2 separate regions of the Hordeum vulgare genome follow, and region 1 is linked to region 2. The links are chromatin contacts, called in public Hi-C maps. All regions are on one chromosome and are shown on one strand. Each heading gives the region's core, a stretch centred on a gene start, on an enhancer-like site or on the middle of the called end of the contact. The rest is flanking DNA. Distances are from core to core; before and after follow the strand shown. Region 1 has its middle 35 kb from the start of LOC123400104. Region 2 holds the start of LOC123400104 (probable serine/threonine-protein kinase PBL19).

Region 1 (4,112 bases), core at 232-2,731, 35 kb before region 2:
CAACGAAGGTAGCGGAGGAGAAGGCCCGGCTCGCGAAGTTGAGGCGGGAGCAGGACAGAGCGGTCCATCAGATGAAGGGCCTCATCGTCCTCTCCGACTTCCAATCCAACTCCATGACAGTTGCACCTCTGACGACGACGAGCAAGACCACATGATCTTTTGGGTGATGTTTGATGTTTGTTTGCAGTCGATCTTGTGTTCGTTTGCTTTCGATTTTGCTGTCTGATATTTAATTTATATTTGATCACGTAGGATAGCTCAACATTACATGTGTAGTGTGAATATAGGGTGTTCCATATGAGATACATGGATGTGAAAAAGAAAATATGAGGCGCGCCCGATCGGTAAAATCCTATTTGATGTTGCAGGCGCCGGTTTCTTCTGTTTCTCCAAACCGGCGCTTACAGAGCTCGGCCCATTTAGCGTTTCCTTTATTTGATTTAAAGCGCAAAAAATGGTGTGTGCTAAAAGATTTGAACTTCAGACCTCTAAATAGATTCTCAGCACACCGCGCTAACCACTAAGACCTTCGCTAACTTATCGATAGATACTTGTTCCTTCTTTTTGTTCTTTCCCTTCGCAGGTTTTTTTTCTGTTCCTTTTCTTTTTCTATTTATTTCATTTTTTGAAATGTGCAAATGTAAATCGATGGACTTTTTCTTTAAAATCAATGAACCTTTTTTCAAAAGTCAATAAACTTTTTCCCAAATTCATGATTTTATTTCAAAATTATGAAAATTTTCTAACATCTGATGAAGTTTTTTCAAAAATCCATGAACTTATTTTTGAAATTCGATGAACTTCTCTCTAATTTAATGAAATTTTCAAAATTTGTTGGTTTTTTTTAAAAAATCAATGAAACTTTTTAAAAAATCGATGAACTTTTTTTCAAAGTTGGTGAACTTTGTTTTAAATTCATTGATGAATTATTTTCAAATTCGATGGACTTCTTTTTCCAGTTCGATGAACATTATTCAAAATCGGTGCAGTTTTTTTTTGAGTTTGATGAAATTTTTTATTCAAATTGGATGATTTTCTTTTGGAATTCAATGAACTCTTTCGCAAATTCAGTGAACTTTATTAAAAAAAATGTGGACGTTTGTTCAAGTTCCATGCACATTTTTGAATTCGTGTTTTTTTTTTACTTTTTTGGGTGATTTTTTTTGTTTCTCTATATGAATTAACGGTCGGCTGGTTTTTTCGGAAGGGCAGCCAGTAATTCAATCGATGTACCGATCGATGGAAATGAAACAGCGAGCACTCGCCTAAATGAGCCGGCCCACGGGCGATGATGCGTGGACACTAGTTTATGTAATTCGGACGCCTGCAGCGTCAATTACAACCTCCTTGTTTGGTGAGTATCCGCGCATGCATCCGAACGCACGTATAGGTTTTTGAAGGGTCAAAATAGTGCATCCGGACTGTAGATGCTCGGCCGCTACAACTGCACCAAATAATTGCGTTCTCCCCCAGCGTACGCACGCCACGTCCCTCTCCCATGATCGTGTGGATCTGGGATATAATTCCATGCCGATCGCTACGTCTCTCCCAACGCGTAATTCAGAAATTCGGTTGCGTTCGTATTTTAAGACGAGGTCCGTCTCCCTCCCAGCTTACGCACACGTATAGTACTTCTTTTTCGAGGGGATACGTACAGGGGTGCTGTACTTGTTAATGTCAGAGCAATTCCAACAGAACGATCCAAACAGACAATGTTTTTGTTCGTTTTTTATTTGTTTAGATCGTTCGTCCGTCTTTTCGTGTCTATCTTTTTAAATAAATGAGTCAGCAAGAAGTAAGTGGACAGCAGCACTGCTATATTTAAATAATAAAAGAGATGTGGGTGCGGATGGACCAGCGAATCAAATAAGCAGATAGAGGTGGGTGTGTGGCTGTGTGACAAGTAGATCGGACCGGCCACATACGGACACCGATAGGACGCGCGCTTCCTCTTCATGTCCGCATCGACGTATTTTGATCTTAAATTTGAGTCAAAAATGGATCGATGCAGACGCATCTCGGTAATGGATCCGTGCGTTGGAACATCATTTCTATGTGTACGAACTCAAACAAACGAGAACGAACGAAATGGATGGCTTTGTTGGAGTTGCTAACCTATTCTGTTCCAGCTGACTTGGCTGCCGACGACCTCGATATGATTTCATTTTCTTGTGGCTGGATCAATTCCGGTTTGCAAGCAGCCGAGGACGTACTGTACGGGTGATCTCGTTGCTCTGTGCCGAGTGCCGACCGGGTCGTCGCCCATGCATATGCATGCATGGTTGGTTGCCAGCTCGCTCGCTCGACAAGGAATCTCTTCCACCCCAAGAATTGCCATAGCATCTCTCTCTCCACCGATCACGAGGCTCAATCGCCAGTCCGGTCGTGCCCCGGTCAAGACGGGAACCGGGCCGGGCTGTGCCGTGGGTACGTAGGTTTGGCACTTGGCAGGCAGCCGGGGCCCCGCGTGCGCGCACGGTTCCAATCCAGCCCTTGCGGTTTGACCGTACTGTTCACCTCACGGGCGTTGCCATGAGCTGGCCTCGTCGTCGTCGTCGTCTCCCAGACCCACGAGGTTTACACGTAGTAGCAGCGTAACTGAGGTTTATATCTGTTCGTCGTCGTCGTCGTCTCCCAGACCCACGAGGTTTACATGTAGTAGCAGCGTAACTGAGGTTTATATCTGTTCGTCGTCGTCGTCGTCGTCTCCCAGACCCACGAGGTTTACACGTAGTAGCAGCGTAACTGAGGTTTATATCTGTTAATGAAGAGTAATGATAGATGTCTATTGATAGCGATCATGTACAAATATATACCCGTGAAAGGGGCACGTCGCACAGACGCGGCTGTTACAGGAGAAGGGAATAGAGGAACGCGTCCGTTAGATTAGGGACATAACTATTCAGGAGGAAAATCGTTGTCGCTTCCATAAACAAAGATTTCCTTAATTAAACTATTAATTAAATTCTAACACTCCCCCTAATCTCTGTTTCAGTTATTCTTGTAAACACCATCATCATCAATATCTTGATCAGCCTCCTCCCAATACCCTGTAGGAAAAATATGAGGAGATATGTACAATATGCCATCAAAAACTCCTTCCAAAAACCCAGTGGGAAAATAAGGAGAAACTAACATATCACAATGCCTGCATTACTATTGCCTCATTAAAAACCTTTCATAAGAAACCATTCAGGAAAAACTTATAAAGGAAAAGAGTGCAATATCAAAGATCCGAGGATCACAAACAGATTATCATTCAGGGATATACTCCCCCTGAACTTTGCAAGTCTCGAAGTTGTTTCATACCAATTCCATTGATGTACTTCTCAAATAAAGAACTTGGTAATGACTTTGTAAACAAATCAGCAATATATCACATGACCGCGTTTGCAAAATATTTATCTCCCCAGTTTTCTGTAACTCATGGGGATAAAATAACTTAGGAGAAATATGCTTTGTAATATTACTCTTTATATAACCTGTTTGCATTTGTGTAATGCATGCAGCATTATCTTCATAGATAATGGTGGGTGATTCTAATGATCCAATCCCACTTGCACTTTTGATAAAGTTTATCATTCTGCGAAGCCATGCACATTCACGTGATGCTTCAAACAAAGCAATACTTTCAAAATGATTCGTGGATGTAGCCACCAGAGTTTGTTTTGTCGACTTCCAAGAGAAGGTCGTACCTCCACTCAAGAAGACAAAACCAGTCTGTGATCTGGCATTATGGGGATCAGATAAGTATCCAGCATCACAATATCCCACCATGGTCCTATCTTGATTTTTCTGATAGAACAAACCAAGATCTTTGGTGCCTTGAAGATATCTGAAAATGTTCTTCACACCAAGCCAATGCCTCTTTGTTGGTGATGCACTGAATCTAGCCAATAAATTTACTACAAATGATATATCAGGCCTGGTGCAGTTTGCTAGATACATTAGTGCTTCAGTAGCACCGAGGTAAGGAAACTCAGGTCCTAATACCTCTTCATCATCACCCTTAGGTCTAAATGGGTCTTTATCTCTATCAAGAAATCTAACAACCATTGGTGTTTTCGATGGATATGCTTTATCCATATTAAATTTCTCAAGAATCTTTTGGA
Region 2 (3,995 bases), core at 747-3,246:
GAACTACAATATATTTTTAGTTTGCTTATTCTTCAGCCATGGATATATACGGCGTCATCATCTACAAAGCACCGATACGGCAACACTGATACGACGATACGGGATACAGTAATTTTTAAAAACAACAATACGACGATATGTCAAGCATATATAAATAATAATAAAATAACATGTAATAAAAACTAACATAATAAAATATATAAGATGAGATTAAAATACCACATCACTGATCGCCTAATTGATTCCATGCCTTCGTGTTTCTCATTCTAAAAATGGCACTATCATCAATGGGGTAACACGGCCAATCGGTCATAGACTGTCCTAATATAATTTGGACTGTAATATATATTAACATGACAACATAAAATCAACAAACCTTTTTTCAAACATAAAATCAATAATGGAAGGGGTACTACTCTTCTTTCAACATTCTAAAACTTTTTTTAAATACCGATATAGAGAGCACAATCTTCAGTGAGCTCTTTATTCTCATAACAATAAATATATACAAACTCTCACCTATGAACATGACGATAATTAAAACCACCAAGCAATACACATCAATAATGCTCAAATGACGATGGAGAAAGTTAAAAGATGCCATGATTTATACTTGTATCTTCTTCCCTAGCAATAGAAGGCAACAATAACATCAACAAATACTTTTACGTCAGAAAAATCAACAAGCAGCAAGCCAATAGCATCAACAAGCAATTTTATCCGACAAACAACATCCTTAGGAAACATTTTTATCCAACTACTACATCAGTACAGTACATGTACACTATCTATATGAACATATTAACGATACATCAAGTCATGAGCAATACTCAATGGCGATACTTCAAGGATACCCGTATCGGCATTTTTTTCTTTTATTCTTAAATTGAAAAAGGAGATACTTCGAGGATACCCGTATCGAAGACATATCTAGCGTATCAGAGTATCGGCGAAGTACTGAACGGCTATACACAATTTTTGAAGTATCGGTGTTTCGAAGGTCATCATGCATTAGCCCATACGTGCCGCAGTTTTATGGCTGCTATCTTGTCTTGATGGCTTCTGGTTCGCAAGTCAAAGTGGCAGACATGTTATGGCGTCATCATGTCGTTCATGTACCTTAATTTCTCCACGTATCCCACGTCACCTCCACACTTGCGAAAACCGTTTCCTTCTCACATGAGCATTTAAGAGATATATACGCCGTATTATTAAGAAGCATGAATGCATACGCGCGCACCAAACCTCTATTTTGTTGCCCGAACAAAAATGTCACTGAGACACACATATCGCATCCCACTTGCATTGTTGGAGTTTATTACGTATCTTTTTCAATGGAAAAGAAAACTGCTGCACTCAGCAAAGGTTGGAGCATCAAACTCCTGAAATAGCCAGCCGTAGGTAATGTTGCAGATAAATTGTACCATGCGTGGTCTAGCAAGTAGTTCATGTCACGTGGCAAAGCTGGTCTTGTAGCGTGCGCGGCCACGGACGCAGTGGAACGGAACGGAATGGGAGCGCACGCATCACGCATGAGCGGCCGGAGCGTCGTCTCTCGTCGATGTGTCGTGTCGGGCTTCTATCATGTGACTATCCGATCACGAGGCAGGCCCCCGCTTTGACCTCGTCTCTCCTTTTGTTCCGAGGTGATGCCCGGCACCGTCCACCGACCCATGTGACTCACCCGCGATTGATCTCCCTGTAATCTCCTGGCTCACTGTAAAGCTGCTCGGCTCAGGTCGGTACACACGGTTTGATTGTATGGTTTTGCTGTGAGCGTGGCCGGCGAGGCCCCGCGTCACCGTCCGACCGGTCGACAACAGCGTCCTCCCGTCGCGTGAGGTGAGAACGCGGGGCCGAAACCGGTGCGACGGGGACGGGACAAACAAGCGTACACGCCCGCACTTGGACTCGCCCACACCCGTCCCCCTCCACGGCCAGCCACACCGCGTGCCCCGCCCCCGCCCCGCCCCCAGCAACAAAAGGCGGCACCCGCACCCGCAGCAGAGCAGAGCACCTCCACCGTCACCTCGCGCGCGCCACCAGCACGCCAGGACGCATACGTACGTGCCCCGTTCTCCGCGCTCTCTCATCTCGCTCTCGCCGAAACCGCGCCGCGCTTTCTCATCTCGCTCTCTATCTCCGTCCACGCCGCCGCGATCGCCTCCCTCCCTCCCGGAATTCGGCACGTTCACACCGGCCCCTAGCTCTAGCTACCAGTACAAAGCACCAGCCAGCCTTGCACGGCCACCCTGCTCTCCCCTGCTCGCTCCTCCCCTGGCACGCACTGTCCGCGAGGAGGCCTGTTTCTTGGCTGCCGCGGCGGCTCACCGTCACCGGAGCACGCGCGAGGAGCCGAGAGATGAGCTGCCTGGGGTGGCTCAAGAGGAAGAAGGGGTCCAGGACCGGGAGGCGGGGCTCGTTGGCCTCGGCCCCGGCCACCACGATGACGACCATGACCACCACCACCACCACCACCACCACCGGGTCGGCGGTGAGCACGAGCCGGTCGGACGACTCCGGGGCGGGGCGGCAAACAACCAGCAAGTCCACGGGCTCCGCCTCCTCGCAGCCGAGCATCTCCTCGCTCTACGAGGAGCGCGGCCACGGCCAGCTGCGCGCCTTCGACTACGACGAGCTCCGGGCCGCCACCAACGACTTCGGCCGCGCGCAGAAGCTCGGCGAGGGCGGCTTCGGCGGCGTCTTCAAGGGCTTCGTCCGCCCGCTCGACCCCAGGGCCGACCGCATCGCCGTCGCCGTCAAGCGCCTCAACCAGCGCGGCCTACAGGTACGCTAGCTTCACGCTCTCCCACCCACCCATGCCGCCATCTCTCCCCCCCATCCACCAGCCGATTGATTTCCCACCCTGTTCTGCTCCCCGCGTGATTTCATATCCAATCGCACACCCAGTTTTGTCACAGCTTTAGGGGGGATCAGAATGTGACCGAATCTAAAGAAATTTGCTCCGGACAAAGAAACATCCCAATTATTTTGAGAAATTTGTTACGGATCAAGCTTTTTTCTTTCTTTCAAGAACCTGTTCAAAATTGTTCCTCTTGTAAGGGACGATCAGAAAATGTAGGCAGAGAGCTTCCAGTGAGCTCGGACACTTTTTCCACCCAAATTTTTTATCTATTTGCAAGGGTAGTGTGTGCTCTTGCCAAATTTGACCAAGTCTTCCATCCATCATGCGCACCGAGTCGCCGACTAGAAGTGCAAGGGATTGTTAACAGATTCATGGAAAATCTGTTGAAGCGTGGTTGATCCATAGAAAGCAAAGGCACATCAGCCTTTTTGAGCTGGTTGGGTAACGAGGAGACGTTTCTGGGTAGGAAAGTCTTGAAATTGGTCGCTTTGACTACTATACTCGGAGGTTAGAGCTTATATGCTACTATGCGTAGAAAAAAATTTAGTTTGTTAGGAAAAAAGGAGGGGAAATGCAGGACTTTCAAGGATCTGATACTGACTATTATAGTCTAGGTCTGTTTGGAATTGCGCCGTGGCGATCGGATTTAGTATACTAAATTTTATCAGAGAGTACTTTTTTTTTTTGCGGTTATATCAGAGAGTACTTCAATCATTTTCGGAAGCAGTTCAGCTCCTGGGGAGCACATTGCTATGATTGAGTATATGAATGATGAGAACATACGCATTGCTAGTATTGTATATCCATTAAAAAAGAAAGGTAAACAGATTGGGGGGCAGTTTGAGCAATGATATCATATATATTTTTCCCAGATATGTAGGAAGTATAATAATGCATAGTTGAATAAACATCACAAGTAAAGCAAACTGTGCCCCACTATGTATGGCACCCAGGAGAAGTATGGAGTCCAGAAAAGGATGTATACCGACCTTACATGTACATTCAGCATTGCGGTATCCAATTTGCCCAATCAAACGAGACAAACGGCCATAATGAAGTGTTCTTGAGGGCATGCCATCACGCTAATGCTGCCGTTCTTGGTTGACTACTATTCACTATGAGACCGAAT

The links. A called contact is a pair of places that touch in the nucleus more often than the background predicts.
Region 1: a Hi-C map of leaf shows a contact between it and region 2, with 2.6 times the contacts expected there. The contact joins the enhancer-like site here to the promoter of LOC123400104 in region 2. A contact is called at or near these places in 2 of 6 Hi-C or Micro-C datasets (both in leaf).

The regions. Positions count from the first base shown.
Region 1 is chr5H:501,750,165-501,754,276 of MorexV3_pseudomolecules_assembly, reverse strand. No RefSeq gene overlaps it. Among protein-coding and RNA genes, the nearest start is that of LOC123400104, 35 kb to the right of the region's middle. Within about 2 kb of position 1,481, at least 3 of the 3 cell types and tissues checked have open chromatin away from gene starts, as enhancers often do. A contact at or near this core is called in leaf, where this site is marked.
Region 2 is chr5H:501,715,501-501,719,495 of MorexV3_pseudomolecules_assembly, reverse strand. LOC123400104 (probable serine/threonine-protein kinase PBL19) reads left to right here and starts at 1,996. Exons shown (of 4, transcript XM_045094514.1): 1 at 1,996-2,788. The coding sequence starts at 2,363.